Linked DNA regions of Mus musculus: regions 1 and 2 are each linked to region 3. The links are chromatin contacts, called in public ChIA-PET and HiChIP or PLAC-seq maps. All regions are on one chromosome and are shown on one strand. The core of a region is the stretch at or near the end of the contact, and the rest is flanking DNA. Distances in the headings are between cores, read along the strand shown. Region 1 overlaps Stk3 (serine/threonine kinase 3). Region 2 overlaps Vps13b (vacuolar protein sorting 13B). Region 3 holds the start of Vps13b (vacuolar protein sorting 13B).

Evidence for each region. ChIA-PET counts read pairs in DNA pulled down with a chosen protein or histone mark. HiChIP or PLAC-seq counts read pairs in DNA pulled down with a chosen protein or histone mark.
Region 1: a contact with region 3 is called in an H3K4me3 HiChIP or PLAC-seq map of the SCID.adh cell line, with 11 read pairs. The contact joins the enhancer-like site here to the promoter of Vps13b in region 3. A contact is called at or near these places in 1 of 39 promoter capture datasets (HPC-7-derived erythroid cells) and 4 of 115 datasets of contacts at active chromatin or transcription factors (the SCID.adh cell line, bone marrow-derived macrophages and embryonic stem cells).
Region 2: an RNA polymerase II ChIA-PET map of memory CD8 T cells shows a contact between it and region 3, with 7 read pairs. The contact joins the enhancer-like site here to the promoter of Vps13b in region 3. A contact is called at or near these places in 13 of 39 promoter capture datasets (the 3T3-L1 cell line, 3T3-L1-derived adipocytes, the HPC-7 cell line and 9 more), 1 of 484 Hi-C or Micro-C datasets (embryonic fibroblasts), 10 of 115 datasets of contacts at active chromatin or transcription factors (the 230-238 cell line, the SCID.adh cell line, VIP interneurons and 5 more) and 3 of 9 other capture datasets (adipose tissue, liver and pancreatic islet).

The regions. Positions count from the first base shown.
Region 1 is chr15:35,134,022-35,137,106 of GRCm38.p6, forward strand. The region is part of intron 1 of Stk3 (serine/threonine kinase 3); the gene reads right to left. Among named protein-coding and RNA genes, the nearest start is that of Stk3, 20 kb to the right of the region's middle. Within about 2 kb of position 1,665, at least 14 of the 459 cell types and tissues checked have an H3K27ac peak or open chromatin away from gene starts, as enhancers often do. A contact at or near this core is called in the SCID.adh cell line, where this site is marked.
Region 2 is chr15:35,528,269-35,531,206 of GRCm38.p6, forward strand. The region is part of intron 17 of Vps13b (vacuolar protein sorting 13B); the gene reads left to right. Among named protein-coding and RNA genes, the nearest start is that of Gm24771, 42 kb to the left of the region's middle. Within about 2 kb of position 1,308, at least 18 of the 459 cell types and tissues checked have an H3K27ac peak or open chromatin away from gene starts, as enhancers often do. A contact at or near this core is called in memory CD8 T cells, where this site is marked.
Region 3 is chr15:35,369,735-35,372,801 of GRCm38.p6, forward strand. Vps13b (vacuolar protein sorting 13B) reads left to right here and starts at 1,384. Exons shown (of 62, transcript NM_177151.4): 1 at 1,384-2,043; 2 at 2,199-2,373. The coding sequence starts at 2,227. LOC115488525 (a long non-coding RNA gene) reads right to left here. Exons shown (of 2, transcript XR_003951638.1): 1 at 2,961-3,067; 2 at 494-2,426.

The sequences.
Region 1 (3,085 bases), core at 415-2,914, 240 kb before region 3:
CCCACAATCAGAAGAGAGAACCGAGTGCTGCAGGTTGTCCTAAGGTCTCCATTTATATGTTGTACAAGCATGAGCACATGCAAACACATGCACACACACACACACACACACACACACAATCAATCAATCAATAAATAAATAAAATGAAATTTAAAATTAAAGAAAGCACTTTGGAATGTAATTACTAGGCACTTTCTGGCACTGTACTACTGCAGTGAGAAGTGGTTTTACTTCTCATTTATACTTACTGAATATTTATAGTCTTTCAGGTAATTACTCGGGAATTAGACCAGAAAACTAAAGCTTATGTGATTTACTCAATTACCTTGGGAATAAATGCAAAAGAGAATCAAACCAAAGTCTCTCTAACGTATAATAGTGTTAGGAAACTATTAAATAAAATGCAAACAATAATTTTATTAATTCTGGCATGAAGTGAGAGATGTTTCTTAAGGATATCCATTTATAAATATTCACAAAAGAGTCTATCATCAGATCCACTTGAGCAAGTTTAAGTGACTTGGTGTGTTGTGTTTTGACCTCGGTGCTGAGTACTGAAGGAACTTAGGCAAGCTCTGAAGTTGCAACAAGGCCAGGATATACTAGAGATAACCAGATGTCGGGAGGCAAGCGTAAGAACATAAGCAACAGAAAGCAAGGGTACTTGGCGTCATCAGAACCCAATTCTCCCACCATAGCAAGTCCTGGATACCCCAACACACCAGAAAAGCAAGATTCAGATCTAAAATCACTTCTCATGATGATAATAGAGGGCTTTAAGAAGGACATAAATAACTCCAGTAAAGAAATACAGAAGAGCACAGGTAAACAACTAGAGGCCCTTAAAGAGGAAACACAAAAACCAAACCAAACAAATGAAAGTATTCTACAAAGTACCCAAATCATGAGTCACTGCCACACACTCCTCCGTGCTATCTGTTTATAAAGAGCATGAAGTAGAGAATAAGAGAATGTAGTGACACAGGTCTTAAAACACGTGATCCAGCAGCCACACTACTGAGCATGTACACAAGGAAAACAAAGCCAGTGCTCTGCGCTCTCATTCCTTATATCACTATGTACAATCACCAATACACAGAAATAACCTAACTAGTAAACACATAAAGAAAGGTAATGTCACTCTAAAGACAATGCCATTTCACCATGGAGAAGCATGAAATCTGCCATGTGCACGAAGAGGGATGAAACTGGACACCACTAGGAACTGAAAGGGTCAATGTAGGGGAGGGGACCGTGACAGAAAACTTGGTAAGGTCGACTGGATTCAGAAACCCCGGCACCCACCTGAGGACAGTAGGTGTTTCATCTACTACAGAAAAACCTACTCAAGATTCCTGGCCTGGAACATGTGACCATGACTCCTCACATAAAGAACTGGCAACTGGTCACATAGCACAGAACACAAGAGTTCTCCATGCTAATGAGGTATCTAGATGGGCCCTGAGGGTTTAGCCAAAAGCCTCCCTTCCTGAACATTCCTTCCTCAAAAGGTATTTAATCTCTGGTCCACCCTAATGAAACTGTATTCTACACAATGAACAATCAATAAACAGTTTGGAACCAAGGACTGTCTCTCTCATCAAGAACCGACGTGGGGGAAAGCCTTCACCATATAGAGCCACTTAGGCACTCTGTCTGGACTCCTCCCCAACAGTTAACTGGCAACAGCCAGGTTTGCTCCGCCCCACAGTTAGCAACAACCAGGTAGGCCTGGCCCACTATAAAAGGGGCTGCTTGCCCCTTCTCCTCTCTTACTCTCTTGTTCTCTTACTCTCTTGCCCCTTGCTCCCCCACTCTCCCCACCCTAATCCCCCCTCTCTCCACATAGTCATGGCCAGCCTCTACTTCTCGACTCTCTCCTTCTCTCTGCCTTTCTCTGCCCCTACTACTCTCTTAACTCCCCTCCCCATGCCCTAAATAAACTCTATTCTATACTATACAGTCTTGTGGCTGGTTCCTCAGGGGAAGAGATGCCTAGGCATGGACCCACAGAGACATTCCCTTCCCCCATACCTCACCACATCATCTTAGAACATATCTTAATTGCGCTTTATCTTTTTACAATCACAACATTGCTTAAGTATCCTGCAGAAGGCCCCTCTGCGCTCCCAGACACTCTCCACGAAGCAAAGCTGGAGTCCCCCCACAACCCCATCCCCACCAGGACTCCTCTTCACCAGCCTGCACCCCCTTTCCCGATTCCTTGAACTTCCAAGCAGCGTCTGGGTGTCCAGGAGTTAAGAAACATCAGCTTTGGCCTCAGCCTACATAGTTTCTCACCCAGGCTAGGGGTCCCCAATGTAGGCTGTGTTCTCCCACCCCTGAGCAGTGCACTGGCACTTCCTGCAAGTCCAACACCTGATGTCAGTGTAGGGTGAAATGCAGACTAGCTCCCTGAGTTCCCTCTGCCCAAGCGGAGTTCACACACCACAGCAGCAAGACAACACAAAACCACATCTGGCGCCAAGCAAAGGCAAACCCAGCTAACGCTTACCATAGCTGGCAACCCACACAGACCCACATCATAACTCCCGATTAAGCAAAGATGGTGAGTAACCCCTGGCACTAGCCCACAAGACTCAGGCCTTCCCACTCTAAAGACAAGACACTCCAAATGGACAAGTAACAAAAACTCCGATCCCAACCCCCCACCTAGGCTCTCCCTACAAAGTGCCACCAAGTCCCTATGCTTCTCTTCCGGCTCTACTTTTAGGGTTTACAAAAAACAACACCCTGCCTTCTAAAAATACCAAGAAAAACCACTAGGGGCCGAGGGGAGGGGGGCCTGCCTTCTAGGACAAATGGCCAACAGCCTTAGCATGGCAGAGCAGGCTCCAACCCCTCCACTTAGGTGAAAAGAGCCCAGGAAGCAAACACAATGGATGAGGTCTTGTTGCTGAGAATTCGAAAAAAAAAATGCACACCTGAAAACCTTAACCCAAAAATTCTCATGTTTCGTTGTTTAAATGCTTGTTCTTCTCCCTAGCAGGAACACCTGAAACAATGTCCATGCCTCTTAACCCAAATTTTTCATGATTATTTAAATGGTTTTTTCCTCTAACAG
Region 2 (2,938 bases), core at 58-2,557, 160 kb after region 3:
GTGCTCTCAGATGTCACAGGGACTCTCAGATGCCCTAGAATTTGAGTTGTAGATGGTTGTGAGCTGCCATGTGCATGTTGGAAATTAATCCCAGGTCCTCTGAAACAGCAGCCAGTTCTCTTAAGTGCTGAGCCATCTCTCCAGCCCCCTTATCTATATAAGTTTTAATATTGGATATAAGAATTTTAATTCTGTATTGCTTCTCTAATATAACTTTAATGAAAAGAGCATGTTTTCACAAACTAACTTTAAAAATAATGTTTTTAAAAATTATATGTAGGGGTATATATATGCACATGTGCGTAGGTGCCTAAGAAGACCAGAGGCATTGGATCCCTTGGAGCTGGAATTATAGGTGGTTGTATGCTGCCTGATGTGGGTGTTAGAAACCAAACTTGGTTCCTTAGCCAGAAACAGTACTGCTGTACCATTTCTACATCCCTACATCACATTTTTTGTTCTTACAATTGTATATAAATGGGAGTGCAAAGAATTTCAGATAAAATCAGGTGTCGATAGTTTAGCTATCTGGTTTCTTCAGGGGCAGCCCGTCTTTGTCTGTTCCAGCTTCCAGAAGCATGAGCTGTTCTTGGTTTGTGGTCACCTTCCCTGGCTTCAGAGCATCAGTATCATGCTTTTTTGCCAGTGCTTCTGACTTCATGTCTCCTTTTCTCTTCCTTTATGTTTCCCTTTTGTCTCTTAAGGATTTGTCCCATCATATTGGCTTTACCTGAGTAACCTAAGGTCATCTCCCCACTGCATGCAGATCAACTCATTTGGATCTTTTATGTTCTCTCTGTCTCTGTCTGTCTCCCAACTCCCTGTCTCACAAGTAGTACGATATTATTGTCCTTGCTACTCAGGATCTATTTTTTAGGGCCAATACTATCTGTTCTTCCTTTCTCCTTAGTAACTCTTTATCCAGTGTAAGCATATTAAGACTATATAGTGTTACATGATAGAAATACATATCTTGAGATTTTTCTTTTTTAAAACTTTAATAGAATTTGTGTGACTAGTTTTATTCTTGATTCTTTAGTATTTCCTGTACATATTTTGAAAAACATAGAAATTCTAAATGTATGCTTTAATTTTGTAATGATTCTTTTAGTGTTCTTTCCTCATTCAATGTCTGTTTAGTCTCCAGTCCTAACTGAAGATTTCTTGAAATTCCTTTTTGTTTTGTTTTTGTTTTTGTTTTTTCTTTTCTTGCACTCTGTTTCTCAGATGAGTGTTTCCTTTCTTGACCCACTCTGCGCTCTTGCGGTTTGACATTCTACATTCAGCATTCTAGCACAGGAAGTCATCTGCTTGCCTAAAGAAATCTTGGTTTCTTTCTTTTACCTTTTGTCCTAGCTTCATTTCTGTTGCTGTGGTAAAACACCCTGAAAGGCCATCCCTTCTCCTAAAAGCACCACCTTTAGAGAAGAAAGGTTTGCATATGGATTACAGTTCCAGATAATAGTTTATTCAAGGCAGGAACTTGAAAGCATTGTGCCTGCAGCCTTTCTTTGTTGCTTGTGTTCAGCTAACTTTTTTTACTCTTATATAGTCTAGGCCACCAGCTGGGAATGGAGCTACCCACAGAGTCCTGGATCTTCCTTTCCCTATTTCCAGATACTCCCACAAGCCAACCTGTTCTAGATAATTGCTCATTATGACTCTCTTCTTAGGTGATTCTGCCTCATGCTAAGTCGACAGTTAAAAAGTAACCAGAATATAATTATATGTGACTGATAATTTGGCTGGGTATAGATTTTTAGATTGATATTTGTTTTTCTTTAGAATTTCACATTGCTTAGTTTCCTTCTTGCTCACTTATCAGACCTGTTTAAGATGGTCGATGTCATTTTTGTTGCCTTTGCATATTGCGTCATTTTTATTACGTGTCTAGTGCTGTCTTTGTTTTGGTGTTAACTCAGAAGGTTTTTTGCAGAGCTTCTTTTATAACACGAACACTAGCTGGAATAAATACATATTCATTTTTATTTAAAGGACTTACCTATCTGTTCTACTTTTTTGGGAAATATTCTTGAGTTATTTCTTAGGTGATTTTCGCCCCCTACTATTACTAGTATTGAGGGTTGAACCTCAGTCCCCATATATATCCCAAGCAGGAGCTGTTTCCAATGAATGATCTCTGTAGAACTCTATTTTTGCCTGCAACAGGCATTATCTTCATTAGGACAGCTGTGATCACTTACAAGGCACACCTTGTACGATTCTTACACTTTTAAATGAATTGTTATAGACTGAAAATCTTTAAAGTTTGAGAGAAACATTGGAGGGTGCTAGTTTTATGTACCTTTTTTATGAAAATGGATTAAGGTAAATTATGTACTAATTATAACATCTTGCAAAGCCCAGCAGTGTTGACTATATGGAAGAGCTTGACATCCTATGTGTGTATGTATATGTGCTTTTTTGTGGGGTTCAGAAGAGAATATTGAATACTGTAGTATTTCACTGTCTACTCTATTCCTTTGAAATAGGATTTCTCACTGAACCTGAAGGTAGGGTTGAACCCAGAACGTTTCATAGGTTCTCCCTTCACCCAAACCTACAATATTAGTATGGACCTGCGGCCACAGCGCAGTGCATTATTTGGGTGTCTGATTCTCAAGTTTTATAGCTGACCCTTTTACCCAGTGACCCATATCTTAAGCTTCATTTAGCCCTTCTAATAAGGAAAAATATGGTTTAGATTTTGCCTCTTCCTTATCCATTTTGCCAAATCTGTATTACTCCAAGCCTTTGTGTAAAATGAGAACAGTAATAGTTTTCTTATTTTTATGTGTGATAAATAAATTAGGCACAATTAAGTGTTCAGTCAATGCCAGATACTATGATTCCCATATGGCTAGAACTATAAATATGTAAGTGTTGCTGTCATGTAATTTTCTTGGCTATTTTTTAAGTGTTTGTAGTTATGGCAATT
Region 3 (3,067 bases), core at 134-2,633:
TTTATGTATATTGCCTTAGAAAAGATGTGAGAGGTTTGGAGAGATGGCTCAGTGGTTAAGAGCATTGACTGCTCTTCTGAAGGTCCTGAGTTCAAATCCCAGCAACCACATGGTGGCTCACAACCATCCATAATGAGACCTGCTGCCCTCTTCAGGGGTGTCTGAAGATAGCTACAGTGTACTTACATATAATAAATAAATAAATCTTAAAAAAGATGTGAGAACAGAGGATCTTTGGAGAAGCCTACTCATTTGACAAACAATAATAATACAAATGAATTAAACTTACTTTGATTATAGAACAACACTCATGGGTTGAAAATGATTAACTTTTAGTAAACAAACAAATTGTATCCAGATAATGTTTTTAGGCTAGGGATTTGGCACCTTTTTTCTGGATATAAAAGAAAAACTTCATGTTTAGCACTCTATATATTATTTTAAGCATCTGAGTAACATCCTGATAGTGTTTTATTAGATTGTCACACATGTATAGATTTATGGGAATTTTAATATTAAAACTTCTCAGCCATGGATTCAACCTAGTTGCTGTTCAAGTATTTTGGGTAACAAGAAAAATGTTTATTTTGCTAATTAGGCTTTCATAACATTCACATTACATGGTCATTTATTAAGGCTTTTGAGGAAGCAGCTGCTGTGAATTAGCAATTGCTTGCTGTTTTTTCTGCCTGCGAAATCTAATTCATTATTTTCACTATTAAAATGAACTTTGGCAGTCTCACGAATACCATTTTCTATAGCAATCTCCAATTCTCTCAAGAAATAGTATTTTTTTTTAATTTCAAAAGTTTTATGAGTGGGCATTGAATAACCTATAAAGGAAAACTATTTTCAAGACACTATGTTTTCTTCAAAAGTTACCTAAAATTAAGAGAGGCTGGTTTAAAAAAAAAAAAAAGGCAGCATATCCCATGCTATTTCTATCCACTCAGTCTATTATCTTCTAAGGTAGATGTTTGAGTTATTGCTGTTAGCCCACAAGTTACCACTACTAACATCTATACATCTATTTCATCGTAACATAATCCACACTGTCCTTACCACTTATTTCACTTTTGGCTCAGGACTCTTATTTTCACATTCTCTCAGCTTTTTGGGGACCTCCATATTAGACGGTAGGCCAGTCCTCTCCATTCCATGCACCCTATGCACACTAACTAGGGGCTATTTCACCTCTGCTTTGAGAACGAGATTATGTACAGTATGGTTTAAGCTCACTCTTTTAAGCTGTTCACCCCTGATCTCAACTGTGTACCCACGTCCACTTTCCCGGCCTTGCAAAAAAACTTCAGCAGTAAATTTAAATCTTCCGCCTTTCTTAGCTCCTCCCACCTGTCTTTGACCTCCACCCTACCGAATCCCAGTTCCTCTTTCCAGTTCTTCCAGTAGCCACGGAAAACAACCGTTTCTCAATTTTCTGGGCTTGAAGAACGAAGGCTACTTCTCCCGCCTCCACGGCACCCTGCGTTCCTGCCGCCTCCGACTACTAAGCCTCTTGGGCAGTATTGGGTCACGTCCCGGCCATCGCCGTGTCCCTGCAGCGCCACTTCCGGATCGCCGGTGCTTCCACTTTACCGGTCCGCATCCCGCACCGAGCTCTTCGTAGAGTTAATTCCTAACCCAGAGCGGTGGCAGCGGGGATCCCGGCCTAGCCAAGCCGGAGTCGTCCCAGGCAGGCAGACGCGCGGGGTCCTTGTCCCCACCGCGGAAACCTGACGGACGGCGAAGCCCGCACACCCGGAAGTGGCGCGGAACGCGTGAGGCGTTTCCGCGGCGGACGCCAGGTACCCGGAGGAAGAGCGCACGCCGCCGCTCTGTGGCGTGTTTACCTTGGAGCGGGTGCGGCGGCGGCGGCAGCAGCGGGCCTGACGCCAGCTCGGTCCTATGGCCGGAGATCCGCCTGCGTTCCGGGAGTCGACCGCCTCTGGCTGGGCTGCGCTAGGGTAGGAGTGAAGCAGGACGTGCTGTCCTCCCACGCCCGGGGGCCGGCCGCCTCCAGCCTCTCTGCCTACTCCTCGTCAGGTGAGGCGCTCAGTTAGCGGGGAGCTCGCGCCCGGACCCGGAGGGCGGGCGGGCGATCCGGGAGAGCGGCCTTGCCAAGCTTCCTGAGAAGTGCATTTCCAGTTGCTGCCTGTCGATTCAGTTACTTACAAAATTTCCGTCTTTACCCTTTTCAGGATCTGACTTCGACGCTTAAATTTGAAGATGCTGGAGTCGTACGTAACTCCAATTTTAATGAGTTATGTGAATCGCTATATCAAGAACTTAAAACCTTCAGATCTCCAGCTTTCACTATGGGGTGGGGACGTGGTTCTCAGCAAACTCGAGTTAAAGTTGGACGTTCTGGAACAGGTAAGCAGTACAGCTGCCATCGGAACATCTTCGTCTTGATAGACATAGCCTGTCTAGTATGTTTTGAATGATAATAAATTTCCTGTTAGCGTGTTTTGCCTACTGTGTAGTTAGAGACTTCATTTTATAGAAAACAAACAAACAAACAAACAAACAAATACAAGGCTTTTTGCCTCGTAAGGGCTTATTCTGTTAGGATTCCCCAACATTTTTTCAGCCGATAGAAATTTCAGCTTGTTTACTCAGTTCTCAAGCACTGCCAAATATGCACACTCTTACAATGTCATATGAAACGGGGAAACATTACATGCTTGTTCTTCTTTTGGGTCAGTGGGCGAGTGTGAAAAACAGCAAGAGCACGCACATGTAAAGTTCTGTTCCTTTTACCAGGAGAAATGACATCACTCATGGATCCTCAGATTGACTAGACACAGGTTGAGAATGATGGTAAAACTGGAAACATCTTTACTAATCACTTTTTAAGGTTTTTTCTTTTTTTTTTTTTTTTTTTTTTTTGGTTTGGCATTGGAATGATCTGATGCAAATAACTCTGACTTCAAAGTTCACATACTCAATAATTCACTTACCACATTTATCAATGACATATGCCAAGTACTTCTCATATGCTTGAGCTATGTGTATACACATTATCTGCGGGAGCGCAAGAGCCAGAGAGCAGCTGCTTTGTAGGAGA